4 separate regions of the Sus scrofa genome follow, and all the other regions are linked to region 2. The links are chromatin contacts, called in public Hi-C and HiChIP or PLAC-seq maps. All regions are on one chromosome and are shown on one strand. The core of a region is the stretch at or near the end of the contact, and the rest is flanking DNA. Distances in the headings are between cores, read along the strand shown. Region 1 holds the start of SNRNP70 (U1 small nuclear ribonucleoprotein 70 kDa). Region 2 holds the start of DHDH (dihydrodiol dehydrogenase). Region 3 holds the start of BCAT2 (branched-chain-amino-acid aminotransferase, mitochondrial). Region 4 holds the start of HSD17B14 (17-beta-hydroxysteroid dehydrogenase 14).

Region 1 (3,056 bases), core at 285-2,784, 78 kb before region 2:
AAGAAATAATTGATGTTTACTGACTGCTTGGCGTCAAGCCCCATAACGTTAAAAAAAAAAAAAAAACAAACAGTCAATTCTCCATCAAATTACATCAAAGACACTAATATTCCCTTGCTAAACATGGGGGGGAAAAAAATCACAGCAGTTAGAGGATACACCTCTTGCCCAAGATCATCACGCAACCGATAAATGGCGCACCAAGGACTACCTAACTCGAGAGTCTGAATCCTCAACTGGTAGTTACTGAATTTTCACAAAAGCCCTACAAGGGCTGTGTTACCAATCTAAGACAGGGAAACAGGATAAAAGCCACCTTCCTCAATCACACAGCTAGAAAATCGCCAGAGACCAGACTCCCCGATCCAGCCCACTCCAAGCCTCTTCAGTGAACTCACCTCAAACTCTCGGATGTAGGGCGCAATGCCACAGTAAGGTTGATTGTGGTGTTTTTCATGTGGCAGTTTCTCCAGGGGTGGCAGGTATGGGATGGGGTCACGGGGAGCAAAGAGGGCCAGAAGGTTGGGCGGCAGGAACTGGGTCATCGTGCCAAGTCTGAGAGCAGAAGCAGGACCATCTTATGTTAGGGTGGGCTGGGGAGATGAAGCCCCTATCAATCCCTTGCCTCCCAAGAAAAGAGAGAAACACGGACAAAAATCTCAAAGTCTCCTGTAAGGACACAGAGCGCGATCGATCCTTAATCACAGGGGCAAGCAGATTCTAGAGGGAGGGCTGTGTGAACGGGAGGGGAGGGGGAGGGCAAGAGAAGAGAAACAAAGACTGAAAACAGGTTTCCGAGCAGTGAAGTCCTGAGCAAGGAACTGCGGGGCTGAAGGTCCCTGGGGGCTTGTGGGGCATCAAGGATCCCGAGGAAGGAGGTCTAGGGCCGTGGCGGCTGGTGGTCCCGCACCTTGGATAAAAGGTTATAGGGGGAGGACCGCAAGAGGTCTCTGATCAGGAGAAGGGGTCAGTCATAAACAGCAAACCTCTCAAGCCAGGGGGTTGTGGGTAATAGATCTAGGCCCCGCAGGCGAAGTGGATTGTGGGTAAGGGTCCAGGACGGAAGGGAAGCGAGGACGAAAAAAGGCAACACAGCGCAAAGGCCTGTGGGTAAGTGACCGCTGAGGGCGGGGGAGGGGGACTATGGAAAAAGCCTAAGTGACCGGAGAACTCTGGGTAAGGCGTGCAAAAAGGTTCTGTGGTGGCGGTGGCGCGGGAAGACTGCCCGGCCCCGGGGAAGGGACTGGGATCCACCGCAGGGGCTTGTGGGTAGCGGCCCCGCACCCGGTAAGGCCACTCAGTCATACTCACCCGCCGCGCGGCGCCCTCCTCGGCCTGGCGACGGTCCAGGGGCTCGCGGCGGCCCCACAGCAGCAGGTACTCTAGCTCTAGCTTCGACTCAGACGGCGACCGCGTCTCTCAGTCTCTGTCGCCCGCCCAGCGCGCGCACCAGGCCACAGCTCACGAGCCCGCGCGGCCTCGGCTCGCGACAGGGGCAAGGGGTGGAACCAGCCTCAAATCCCTCCGCCGACCCTATTGCGCACGCGCCGCGCGAGTCAAGTGCAACCCACACACAGGAACCTTGGCGCCGCTGCGAGCACTGCGCACGCGCGAGGCCACTACCCCGCCTTCCGGCACCTTAAACTCCTTTGCCGCGGCGGGATGAAGGTCACAGTGCGCACGCGCGCTCCGCCCCAAGCGGTCCCCTTTCACCTCGCGCTCAGGGCTCCAACTGCCTCTGTCCGCGAGACTCTTGATGCTCCACGCCTTTTCTTACACACTTCCCGGATCTTGCGCGCATGCCTGTAACGTCTTTCACACTGAAATATCCTTCCGCCGCCTGGCAAAGAGTTCCTACGTGAACAGTGTGATTCCTTAACCTAGGAAATCAGTAACTGTTCATTGAGCGCCCAATGTGTGCGTGGCGTTGTTTGGGCTCTGGCGATATACCATGCGACTGAAGCGAAGTCTTTTCCTTTTTGGAGCTTACATTGTACTGAGGGAGACAATAAAGGCACTTAAAAAGATAAATTTCGGACGGTGGCCAACACAGTAAAGAAAAATAGGGCCGAGTACGGGAATGGGCGGGGATAGAGGGGTTATTTTAGAACTAGGTCCTTCTGGAGAAGGAGACTGATGGAAGGGAGATCTGGGCGGGTTTAACAGCAAGTGCAAAGGTCCTGAATTGGGGCGGAAAGTGGGAATCTCATGTTGGCTGAGAGAGCAGAGAGCTGGCGGATTATTTAGGGCCCTGTAGACCTGTAAGAAGTTAAAATATTTGAAGTTTGGGGAATAGATTCAATTGCCTGTTTGATAATAATTACAGAAATTACTACAAAATTTAAATGGCTAATATCATGCTACTTAAAAAAAATATCCTGAAGCGTTCTCTCGTGGCGCAGCAAGTTAAGAATGAGCATTGTTACTGCATTGGCTTGGGTTGCTGATGTGGAGCAGGTGCCACCTCTGGCCAGGGCACATCGACATGCCATGGGCATGGCTTAAAAAACAGATAACGTATACATAGACACGTTTGCTTTCTGTGTATATGTATGTGGGAACTCTGCACTATTTTTTGGAACTTTTCCATAATTCTAAAATTACTTCAAAATAAAAAGTTTGAAGAAAAATAAAGCTAATAATAATGTATTTTTTTTTAGTACCATTGGATAGTAAATGGCTGAGACACTGCACCTCTAAATGCTTCAGCATGTCTCCTAAGAATAATGGCATCCTCTGCCCAACAACACAGCTATTTTCACCTCTTAGAAAGTTTATCCAGCCCCTATTCAGATTTTCCCAGTTGACTCATGAGAACTCTATCTTAATCTGAAACAGGAGCCAGTCAATGTTCACGCGTTTATTTGGTTATCATGTCTCTCTCGCCTCTTTAACATAGAATAGACACACACACACACACACACACACACACACACACACACACACACACTGCGTTATGTTGTTGTTTTCCCCCGAGTTTGGTGTGCAGTCCTATGTCCTGCATTCTGACTTTGTCTGATTATTTCCTCGTGGAATTTAGTTCATTCCACTATCCC
Region 2 (3,256 bases), core at 46-2,545:
CGGACGTCCTACAGCGGTGACCAAACACTAGCCTCCCTAATTCGTAGAAACTAACTAATCATCCTCTACCGTCATTCTGTTTTCCTCAGATTATTTCCAGCCTTCTAGAATTAACGTATTAAATCATTTAATTCTCACACCACCACCAAGAAGTAGAGACGATTATTTTGCCCGTCTTTCAAGTGAGGCAATTGAGAAGAGCGAGGAGAGGAGAAAAATGCCAACTCAAGTCCCCTGACTCTAGAGACTGCTCCGCCCCATCCAGGCTACTCTGATAACGCAGAACCAGAGTCTAAGGTCATATTTAAACCCTGAAGGACTTCCCGAGAAATTCAAGCTTTGCCTTTACCGCGGAGGTAGATCCTCCTAACGGCAATTTCACGTTAGACGCTTAATATCAGACAAAACTGATTCCTATCACTCCGGCGCCCAGTTCAAAGTTCTTCCAGAATCTCTGAGAGAAGGGCTCAACCCGCCAGTTTTGCATCTCCCACGCAGCAGCCTAGAGGCAGCGTGCCAGTGGTGCCCGGGAGCCCTGGCAACTTACCCACGTTCGGGTCCTTGGCCAGTTCCTCATAGGAGCCATAGGCCTTGGGGATGTCGTGTTTCCGCGCAAACTCCTTTGCCCGGCTCAGATCCCGGGCCGCTACCGCCACCACCTGGAGGGGCGCCACGGTCAGACTTGAGGGGCTGGGATGGGTGTGAAAGACAGATGTATGGGGGCGGGGAGGAAAGAGGTGATGGAGACGGCCTCGATACGGGGAGAAATTACAGCCCTCCGAGACGGGGGTGCAAGGAATTTTTTTTTTTTTTTTGGTCTTTTTGTTATTTCTTTGGGCCGCTCCCGCGGCATATGGAGGTTCCCAGGCTAGGGGTCGAATCGGAGCTGTAGCCACTGGCCTACGCCAGAGCCACAGCAACGCGGGATCCGAGCCGCGTCTGCAACCTACACCACAGCTCACGGCAACGCCGGATCCTTAACCCACTGAGCAAGGGCAGGGACCGAACCCTCAACCTCATGGTTCCTTGTCGGATTCATTAACCACTGCGCCACGACGGGAACTCCCAGGGAATTTTAGGTTGTTTCACCGCCTTGGAGATTCAGAAGTACAGAACCCCAGCTCCCTCCTCCCTCAGACCCGGGAGTCCCCCTCTGCGCCCACCCCTCCCCTGCTCTTCTACGGGCCTCCGGAGGGAGGGCGGACCTGGTGCTCAGAGCGAGGCAGCAGCCGCAGCACCGTCGTGAAGTCGCTGGAGATAAGGCCGGCTGACACGATGCCCCAGCGAAGCGCCATCGCCCCAACCCCGAGTCTCAAAGGTCCCCACTTTCTCCCGGAGCAAGTCAAAGACCGGAGGCCCCTTGCTCTGAGGGGTGGCCCTTTTCTCCGCCCCATCGCCCTTACGTTACTCCTCATTGGCCACTGGGCCGGTGCCCGCCTTCATTCCCAGAGCCAGGCAGGAGGTTATATAATTCTCGCGTCCCCATTGGAAGAGCTACTGTTGGCTCCGCCCAATGGGGGGTGGGCTAGAAACACTTCGTTCTTCGCTCTGTGACAGAAAGGGAGGGGGCTTTCTGTTCTTGCCAACTTCGATCCAAGAGCCCTGTCGCCTTTCATCGCTCCGCCGACTCGTTTGCTCAGAACATCGTGTTTCCGCGCAAACTCCTTCGCCCGGGAACGGGGAACTGCCGGGCTAGAGAGGAAGAGGGAGAGGAGGGGGAGAAGGAGAGGGGATAGTAATAGCAAAGATAACATTTTTACTGATATTTATTACTTAATATTTATACGACTCCTGTGGTAACCCAGGCAACCGAGGCTCCCAGCTCCGAGCTTTACTTTCCTCATCCCCAATTTCTTACTTTATTTTTTACCTTTGCTTTTAAGGGCCGCACCCGCGGCATAAGGAGATTCCAAGGCTAGGAGTCGAATCGGAGCTGCAGCCGCGGGCCTACACCACAGGCAAAGCAACGCCAGATCTGAGCTGCGTCTGCGACCTACAGCACAGCTCACGGCAACGCTGGATCCTTAACCCACTGAGCCAGGCCAAGGATCGAACCTGCATCCTCATGGTTCCTAGTCGGATTTGTTTCCATTGAGCTATGACAGCAACTCCTTTTTAAAAAAATGTTACTTTTCTGAGTTCCCGTTGTGGCTCAGTGGTTAACCGATCCGACTGGGAACCATGAAGTTCCTTTTTTTTTCTTTGCTGTCATGCCCATGGCATGTGGAAGTTCCAGACAAGAGATGGAACCCATGTCATGGCAGCAACAGGAGCTGCTTCGGTGACAAGAACGTTAACCTGCTGCACCACAACGGCAACTCCTGAATCTATCTTAAAGAATGAGGACAGAGTTCCTGGGTGGCCTAGCAGTTAAGGATCTGGTGTTTTCACTGCTGTGACTTGGGTTACTGCTGTGTGTGCCAAGTTCGATCCCTGGCCGCGGCACAACCCCCCCAAAAATGGAGAATGAAGATGAAGCACAGATGGAGTTTTGGAAGGAACAGTATTTACAAAGAAACGGAGGCATTGATTTGTTCCAGAAAGTGTATTTGGATGGAACCAGAGTACAGAGCAGGACAGGGAGTCACATGAGATAAGGCCAGAAAGGTAGGCAGGGCCTCCCACATGAGGCTGAGGGGCTGGAAGCCATCCTGGGGCGAGGTCAGCTCCGGGCCCCCTCTGGGGCTGTGGGGGAAAGGGCTAGGGGTCAAGTCGTCAGGGAGGAGGCAGAGGTGGCTGGAAGGCAGGGTCAGGGAGAGCTGGCGCTCCTGGGATCAGAGCTGGGCAGCGCTGCTAAGGGCTCTTCTGGTCCTCACACCCAGCCTGGGGGAAGATGCTGTCTTTGAGGCGTTGCTGGTCCCACAAAAGGTTGAGAAACATCATGAGGGACCACCCAAGCCCTGTCAACCAAGAGAACTGAGCAGCCAGCAGGACTCCAGCAGCTGTGAGGACACGGGATGCTATGGTGGCAACAACCTGGGCGGTGAGGCCAAACCACGGAGAAAGGCAGGTGTGGAGCAGAGCCTCTTGGGCAGGGGGCGCTTCCCTAAGTTAGACTGAGCCAATGAGTGCTCGACTGGACGCAAGAGGGTGGGTCCCTTGGTGGGGGACAGAAAATGAAGGGACCACAGACTGGAAGGCTGCAGAAGCAGAGGCAGCAGAGACGACGCCTGGAAAAGCCATCCTGTTCCCCCTCCCCCAGGAGGTCACACATGTCGCCAAGCCCCAGAGGAGGTTGATTGTGACACCTCGAACC
Region 3 (3,395 bases), core at 444-2,943, 87 kb after region 2:
GGAACCATGAGGTTGTGGGTTCGATCCCTGGCCTTGCTTAGCGGGTTAAGGATCCAGCGTTGCCGTGAGCTGTGGTGTAGGTCGTAGACATGGCTTAGATTCCGCATTGCTGTGGCTCTGGCCTTGGCTGGCAGCTGTAGCTCCGATTAAACCCCTAGCCTAGGAACCTCCATATGCTGCAGGTGTGGCTCTAGAAAAAGGCAAAAAAAAAAACCACCAAAAAACCCTAATCCTTGCCCTCCCCCATTTCCACTGGAGGCCTGGACCCCAGGGATTACGATTTCCAGAAGGCCTTGCGGCAGGAGCAACCCGGGGGCTCCTGGGAAAAGTATTGCCAGCCGGCTGCTACCGAGCAGTAATTAAACAAGCCCGCAGGGGAGAGTAAATCAAACTCTAATTTGGAAATAATGAAGGAGGTAAAGCAAAAAGGCCTCCCTGTTTATTCTTGGCCCTTAGGGGAAAGGAGTTTAGACCTCTCTGCCAGCAGAGTAGGAGGGTGGCCAGCCCCAAAAGTCGAGAAGGAAGAAAAAACCGGGGGTTGAAAATCCGGGGTCCGAGGAAGGAAGAGCTGGTGTCTGGATGCCTGAATTTAGAGGACTGGGAAACTAAAGGGGAGGTAGGAGGAAATTAAGTGGCATGACTCCCCGGCTGGGAGGTACCAAGTTTCCTCGAGGTGGGGGCCCCCAGGCTGGGAGGTGGAGCTGCATCACTGCTGCGGATTGGCCGCGGCGGGGGTGTGTGTGCAGCAATCACCAACTGGCCTGGGCGCGGCACCGCTAAGGCTCCAGCCAAGGTTGAGGGGGGAAGAGGGCTGGGGAGGAGGGAGGGAAGGCGGAGACACTTTGCTGGAGAGCGTTCAGGTTTGACCACCTGGGCCTGTGACTGTTAAGGCTGCGGGACAGAATTTGGGGGCATAGTGTCGCAGGGTAGAATTACGGAGACGCAGTGAACCAGGGACTGAGTTTGAATACACAAGAGGAACAATATTTTGGTGTCAAAGTAACCCCGATGCAGGAGTTGGGGGAACTCCTGGAAGGTTCGGGGGGACACAGTGACCGCGTGGCGTGGCGTAGGGGACACCGATGCGGGTTTGACCAGCTGGCGATTAGAGGGACCCTGCGGGGCTGTAATCGTCTAACTCTGCCTCTGGGGGTCCTGAAGCTGGGGAGACACTCCCGAAGGGGCATAAACCAGGAAATCCTATTCTAAGGGCTGCTCACGGAAGCCCTCTGATGAAGTGGGGGATTGAAATTTTACCACTGATGAAAAGAGGTGGTAGGAGGCAAGGTGAACAGTGTGGGTGTTTCTCTTTAAAAGTTACAAAGAATGCACACGTTATCTTCTCGTTGCAAAGAAAAACCTGTATTCAAATAGAGTATCCAGAGGGAAGCTCCTGCTCCATCCACACCTGCCGCCCTCTTCGGAGTCCCCTCCCTTTTCCCGCGCGTTTTTCCGTACTCTCTGCTCCCACCGATATTTAGAGCGGGGTTTGCTTTTCCCCAAGAATCGTGGTGCGTGAAGATCACTGCTTCCTGCGTTTCCCCTCTCTTATCTCGGGCTGCTGGCCTTTGTTAGCGCCCCGGAACAGTTCTGGATCTATTAAAACGCAGTTTGGAAGCCGTTGCACGCTGGCTCTTGCGCGGGGGCGGGGAGGAGGGTTCCCCCCCGGCCCCCCGCGGGTTCCGGCGCATGCGCTCTGCAGCAGGGCCCAGTTCCCCCTCCAGCGCCCTATAACTGGGAAGGCCTGGGCAGCCTAGGGCGCTGGGCTGGCCGTCATCCCACGCGAGGGGGCGTGAGCGGGGCGGAGCCGGAACGTCTTTCTCGCCCGCCGCACCCGGGCCGGGCACAGATCCCCGCCGCTCGGACCATGGCTGCAGCCGCCTTGAGGCAGGTGGGTTCGCGGCCGGGTGGGAGACCCTGCGGGGAGGCGCACTTCGGGTGGACCCCTCGCCCGTGGCCTCTCCGGCGTGGCACCCGCTCCTCCCGCACTCGGGTTCCGCCGCGGGGCGCCGAGGAGGAGGAGGCCCCGGAGAAAGCAGCACAAGGCCTTCCAGGCGGGGAGGGGGAGAGAGGTCAACGTTGGGAAGGGGACCCAGATGGGAGCCACACGGAGGGGAACGTGGAGGAGGAGCCTATAAGGAGAGAGCCGTGGGGCTGGGGTGGCGGGATGGGTTAGGAGGGAATAGGCAGCCGGTGGGGGAGCCGGGCTAAGACGCCCAGGACCTCGGACCCCTAGGGGTAGAGGTAGGAGGAAGGCATAGGGTTCAGTCTCAGGTCACTCATGGGAATTGGATCCAGCGCCCTGTTTTCTTGGAACTAAAGATAGATGTCTCATGTGTCCCTGAAACCTCTCATCTGGAACTCTCCACCCGGGGGTGGTGGTGGGGGACCGAGGCAGCATCTCCCTGTCAGTGACTGAGATCGTCCAGGCGAGAAGGGGACCCTCCGTTCTTACGGACAGGATGGCAACAAGCAGAGCTTCGGTCCGTGGTTTTAGAAAACAAGGATACAATACTAATAACTTGGTGTGTGTGTGTGGGGGGGGTGTCTTTACAACCCTTGACAGCTGCAGCCTGACGGTGGGAAAAGTGGTTTCTGTTAACTTTGTAGTTGACTTTATCTGGGACTCTTATCCCAGCCTGATGGAGAGCAGGGCAGACTTTTACTTTCTCAGAGTGACTGAGACAGGCTCGGACTGCCACCGAGGCGGGCTAGGCTTTGATGGTGACACTGCTGGGCTGTGGTGGGACAGTTCCGGGCAGCGATGGGGACAGTCTGGGTGATGATGCGGAGAATCTTGGGCTGTCATAGGACAGTCCTGGTTTCTTGTGAGACCTCGGCTATGGTGGGTCAGTTCTGCATGTCATGGGGATCAGTCCTGGGCTTTGACTGGGTCATGTGCGGGTTATGGTCCAGATGGTCCCTTGCTGGGACAAGGACAGCCCTGCTCATGATAGAGACCTTTCCCGGGCTGTAAAATGGGGTCAGTCCCGAAGTGTGAAGGACAGCTAAGCTATGATAGAGACAATCCTTGGCTTTAATGGTGACCTTCCTGGGCCACGTTAGGACAGTCCTGAGCTTTAACAAGAAGGCTCCAGCATGTTGGAGTCCTGCCCTGTGCATATCCACCCCCTCCCCCAGCCATTTCTCTTTTCTTTTCTTTTTTTGTCTTTTTGCCTTTTCTGGGGCCGCTTCTGTGGCATATGGAGATTCCCAGGCTAGGGGTCGAATCGGAGCTGTAGTCACTGGCCTACACCACAGCCACAGCAATGCGGGATCCAAGACACGTCTGCAACCTACACCACAGCTCATGGCAACACCGAACCCTTAACCCACGGAGCAAGGCCAGGGATCGAACCTGCAACCTCATGGTTCCCAGTCGGATTCACCAACCA
Region 4 (3,394 bases), core at 610-3,109, 67 kb after region 2:
CTGCAGTGTGGGTTGCAGATTCGGTTTAGATCTGGCATTGCTGTGGCTGTGGCATAGACTGGCAGCTGCAGCTCCCATTTGATCCCTAGCCTGAGAACTTCCATATGCTGTGGGTGTGGCCATTAAAAAAAAAAAAAAAAAAGCTGAGAATTGTCCTGTCTGTTAGAAGTCGAAGGTACAGTCATAGACATTTTCCAGACAAAGGATCTTACATAAAAATGACATTTGCGGAGTTCCCATCGTGGCGCAGTGGTTAACGAATCCGACTAGGAACCATGAGGTTGTGGGTTCGGTCCCTGCCCTTGCTCAGTGGGTTAACGATCCGGCGTTGCCGTGAGCTGTGGTGTAGGTTGCAGACGCGGCTCGGATCCCGCGTGGCTGTGGCTCTGGCGTAGGCCGGTGGCTACAGCTCTGATTCAACCCCTAGCCTGGGAACCTCCATATGCCGCGGGAGCGGCCCAAGAAATAGCAACAACAACAACAACAACAACAAAAAGACAAAAGACAAAAAAGACAAAAAAAAAAAAAAAAAGACATTTGCCATGTTTGGGGGGGGGCAATTTTCTCTCTTCGCTAAGCTCCTTCACTTCATCCTCAAAATGAGGACGTGAGGGCTTCCTGGGGGAGGAATTCTAATGCTCCAATTCCTTTGCAGCCTGCCCTGGGACACTCAGGAGCCAGAAATGGCTCAGAAGCTCTGGGTCCTGGAGCAGGTAAGGAATTGGAGATCCAAACTAGAAGCAAGAAAGTCAACAAAAGGGTGAGGAGTAGCATTAAGTATTAATGTCTCCTGAGTACTCTTGAGTACCAGGGTATGGATGGCAGAACATTTCAGAGACGCTTGAATTCCTGGGGAATGAGAAAGCCCTAGTTCACAGCGGTTCCACCGTTGCTGTCAAACTCTGCTCCTCTGTCGGGAAGTTTTCGGGCAATTGGACTACAGATCCCATAATGCACGCAGACTTAAAAAGAGGGTCTCGCCCTGTTCAAAATCCTTTAGAGCCATATGCTAGGGACTACAACTCCCAGAAGGACACGCTCTGCACCGTGGTCCTCACCTTACAGGCAAATTATTCAAGGCCACCCCTGCATCTTCTTTTTTCTAGTCCGAGGAACACGACCCCTTATTTACCAACATCTGAGGGTCACCGGGAGCGAGTTCTCAGCCTCTCTCAAGCCTTGGCTGCTGAGGCGTCACAGTGGCACCGAATGATGACAGGTGAGAATGGGCTGGGGACCTTGGGCTCCTGGGTGTTAGGGAAGAGGGAGTCTGGAGGCCCGGAATCCTAGGTCCTGGTGGGGAGGGGGGTCCGACGACCGCCAGAAACCCTCTGCCTTGGTAAAGAAAGAGCTGGACAGGGCTTGGGGGTTCCAGACCCCAGTAGGAGGGGACTGGATCCCAGGACTGCCGTGTCTGGGGAGGAGAGGACGGGGAGCCTGGACTCCTAGGTTTGAGAGGAAAGTCCTGGGTGTCGGGACTTCTGGGTCCCAAAGTTTGCCATTCTCGTTCTCCGTCCGTCCTCTCCAGGTGGCAGTTTGGACTCTCGAGGAGACCCTCTTCCCCCTGCGTCGCCACCTCCGTCAGATCCCACGCCCTGCGTGTCCTCGCCCCCAAGATCTCCTCCAGTGGCCAGTTCCCACTCCACGGGGTTCTCCCACCGAGGGACTGGGCGCGACGCAGGCCCGGCCTCTTGGGAGCCGACCTGGGATTCCGGGACCGCCCCTCCCGCGCTAACCCCAGACGAGGAGGCGTGGCCTCTGAGAGTCACGCTGCTACAGTCCAGCTTCTGACCCGCCCAAGCAGGGCAGCCAATCAGAGCTGGAGGGCGTGTCCCGGAGGTACTTCCGGGACAGATGGAGCCTCTTCCCTCACCTGAGGGCGTGATCTGGTCCCCTCCCGGTGGCCGAGGAGTGGCTACTTTGGCCAAAGTTTGATTTTCCCAATACTTGTCCAAATTTGGATTAAAACATTGAACTCTTAGTCGATAACTTTCTGTCTGTTTGGAGTTGTGACACCGGTGTCTCGAAGAGGTAGAGCTGGAGTGGTGAACTCCTGGGTCCCGCGGGAGGAGGGGACAGCGGACTCAGCTTTGTGTGTCAGAGGAACGGGGGGAGCTCGAGGTCTGGATTACTGAGTCTGAGGGAGGAGGGGGCCGGCGACCTGGATTCCTGGGTCTGAAGGAAGAGAGGACCCGGGACCTGGACTTTGGAGTCCAAGGTCCGGCAGAGGGGGCCGGACTCCAGGAATCCCGAGTTTGAGGGTTGGGGGACCGGCCTCCTGGGTCTGAGGGAGGAGGGGGCTGGGGCCAAGTTCCAGGCTTCTGGCTTTCCTGGCAACGCCCCCGGGGCCGGGCTTCAGGATCCAGCCCCTATTTATGGTTCGACCCCAAGACCTCACCGGACTTCAGAGGGGGATAGAAGCCTCGAGTGAGTGTGAGTGAGTGGCCGAAGGAGACCTTCTGACGCGGGATGGCAACGGGAACGCGCTATGCCGGGAAGGTGGTAATCGTGACGGGGGGCGGGCGCGGCATCGGAGCTGGGATCGTCCGAGCCTTCGGTGAGTGGGGTCTGGTCGGCTCTGAACAGTGGAGTCTGGGAGCGGAGGGACCCGGGGGCTAATGGGTGTGGGACGAAGTATCTTCTGTACTGGAATCTAGATTCTTGTCTCGTAAAATCCAATTTGCAAAGTTAACGAAGGGAAGGCAGAGGTGGCCTGGGGCCTGAGATTGCGGCGGATTTTCAAATGCCATTGACTCCCTTTCTCTGGGTCTCAGCTATTGCTACAGAATGGGGGGCCGGGGGTGGTGGTTGAAGGAATATGTCTTTTGGAGGTTTAGGGTTTACTCTAGAACCCAGGGATGGAGACTCAGGAGCCCCAGAAGTCACCTGGAATAGCCAAGGAGAAGGCTAGGCTTCTGCCTTTTGCCCTACGGGATCATCATGAGACTTTGGGGTCACGAGGGGAACAGAGCTGGGGCGGTGGTGGGGGGGGAACGGCCCTGTTCCGGGTGGCCACAGAGGGCAGCAGAGATCTTCACCAAGGTCTCTGCAGGGCTAACCTATTCCCTGTCTATTCGCAGTGGAAAGTGGCGCCCAGGTGGTGATCTGTGACAAAGACGGTGAGTGAGGGTCCCCCAGTCCTCAGCCCACTGCCTCCTCCCTTAGATTCAAGAAGAATACAGGCCCCAGCACCCTCCTCCCTCAGACCCAGGATCCAGCCCCAGCCCTCCTCCCTCAGACCCAGGATCCTGGGCCCCCAGCCCCTCCTCTCTGAGACCCAGGCTCCAGCCCCCAGCCCTTCTCTTCCTGCAGAGTCCACTGGTCGGACCCTGGAGCAGGAGCTGCCTGGGTCTGTCTTTGTCCTCTGTGACGTGACTCAAGAGGATGATGTGAA

What was found. Hi-C and Micro-C count contacts between places; a contact is called where the count stands out from the background. HiChIP or PLAC-seq counts read pairs in DNA pulled down with a chosen protein or histone mark.
Region 1: a contact with region 2 is called in an H3K27ac HiChIP or PLAC-seq map of alveolar macrophages. The contact joins the promoter of SNRNP70 here to the promoter of DHDH in region 2. A contact is called at or near these places in 1 of 5 promoter capture datasets (liver), 10 of 47 Hi-C or Micro-C datasets (blood, embryonic fibroblasts, epiblast stem cells and 4 more) and 2 of 2 datasets of contacts at active chromatin or transcription factors (alveolar macrophages and skeletal muscle).
Region 3: a Hi-C map of liver shows a contact between it and region 2, with 1.8 times the contacts expected there. The contact joins the promoter of BCAT2 here to the promoter of DHDH in region 2. A contact is called at or near these places in 3 of 47 Hi-C or Micro-C datasets (embryonic fibroblasts, fetal heart ventricle and liver) and 1 of 2 datasets of contacts at active chromatin or transcription factors (alveolar macrophages).
Region 4: a contact with region 2 is called in a Hi-C map of omental adipose tissue, with 1.4 times the contacts expected there. The contact joins the promoter of HSD17B14 here to the promoter of DHDH in region 2. A contact is called at or near these places in 1 of 5 promoter capture datasets (liver), 8 of 47 Hi-C or Micro-C datasets (embryonic fibroblasts, epiblast stem cells, liver and 3 more) and 1 of 2 datasets of contacts at active chromatin or transcription factors (alveolar macrophages).

The regions. Positions count from the first base shown.
Region 1 is chr6:54,286,832-54,289,887 of Sscrofa11.1, reverse strand. SNRNP70 (U1 small nuclear ribonucleoprotein 70 kDa) reads right to left here and starts at 1,534. Exons shown (of 10, transcript XM_021094709.1): 1 at 1,312-1,534; 2 at 399-555. The coding sequence starts at 545. It also overlaps a transcript of NTF4 not described here.
Region 2 is chr6:54,208,732-54,211,987 of Sscrofa11.1, reverse strand. DHDH (dihydrodiol dehydrogenase) reads right to left here and starts at 1,295. Exons shown (of 7, transcript NM_214166.1): 1 at 1,206-1,295; 2 at 548-659. The coding sequence starts at 1,295. It overlaps NUCB1 (nucleobindin 1), which reads right to left. Exons shown (of 13, transcript NM_001244488.1): 13 at 2,531-3,256.
Region 3 is chr6:54,121,746-54,125,140 of Sscrofa11.1, reverse strand. BCAT2 (branched-chain-amino-acid aminotransferase, mitochondrial) reads left to right here and starts at 1,693. Exons shown (of 10, transcript XM_021094703.1): 1 at 1,693-1,891. The coding sequence starts at 1,868. All of the region lies in intron 2 of LOC106510565 (a long non-coding RNA gene), which reads right to left.
Region 4 is chr6:54,142,608-54,146,001 of Sscrofa11.1, reverse strand. HSD17B14 (17-beta-hydroxysteroid dehydrogenase 14) reads left to right here and starts at 1,859. Exons shown (of 10, transcript XM_021094705.1): 1 at 1,859-2,031; 2 at 2,392-2,557; 3 at 3,081-3,119; 4 at 3,313-3,394. The coding sequence starts at 2,470. It overlaps PLEKHA4 (pleckstrin homology domain-containing family A member 4), which reads left to right. Exons shown (of 21, transcript XM_013998606.2): 18 at 656-674; 19 at 677-713; 20 at 1,107-1,219; 21 at 1,529-1,986. The coding sequence ends at 1,791.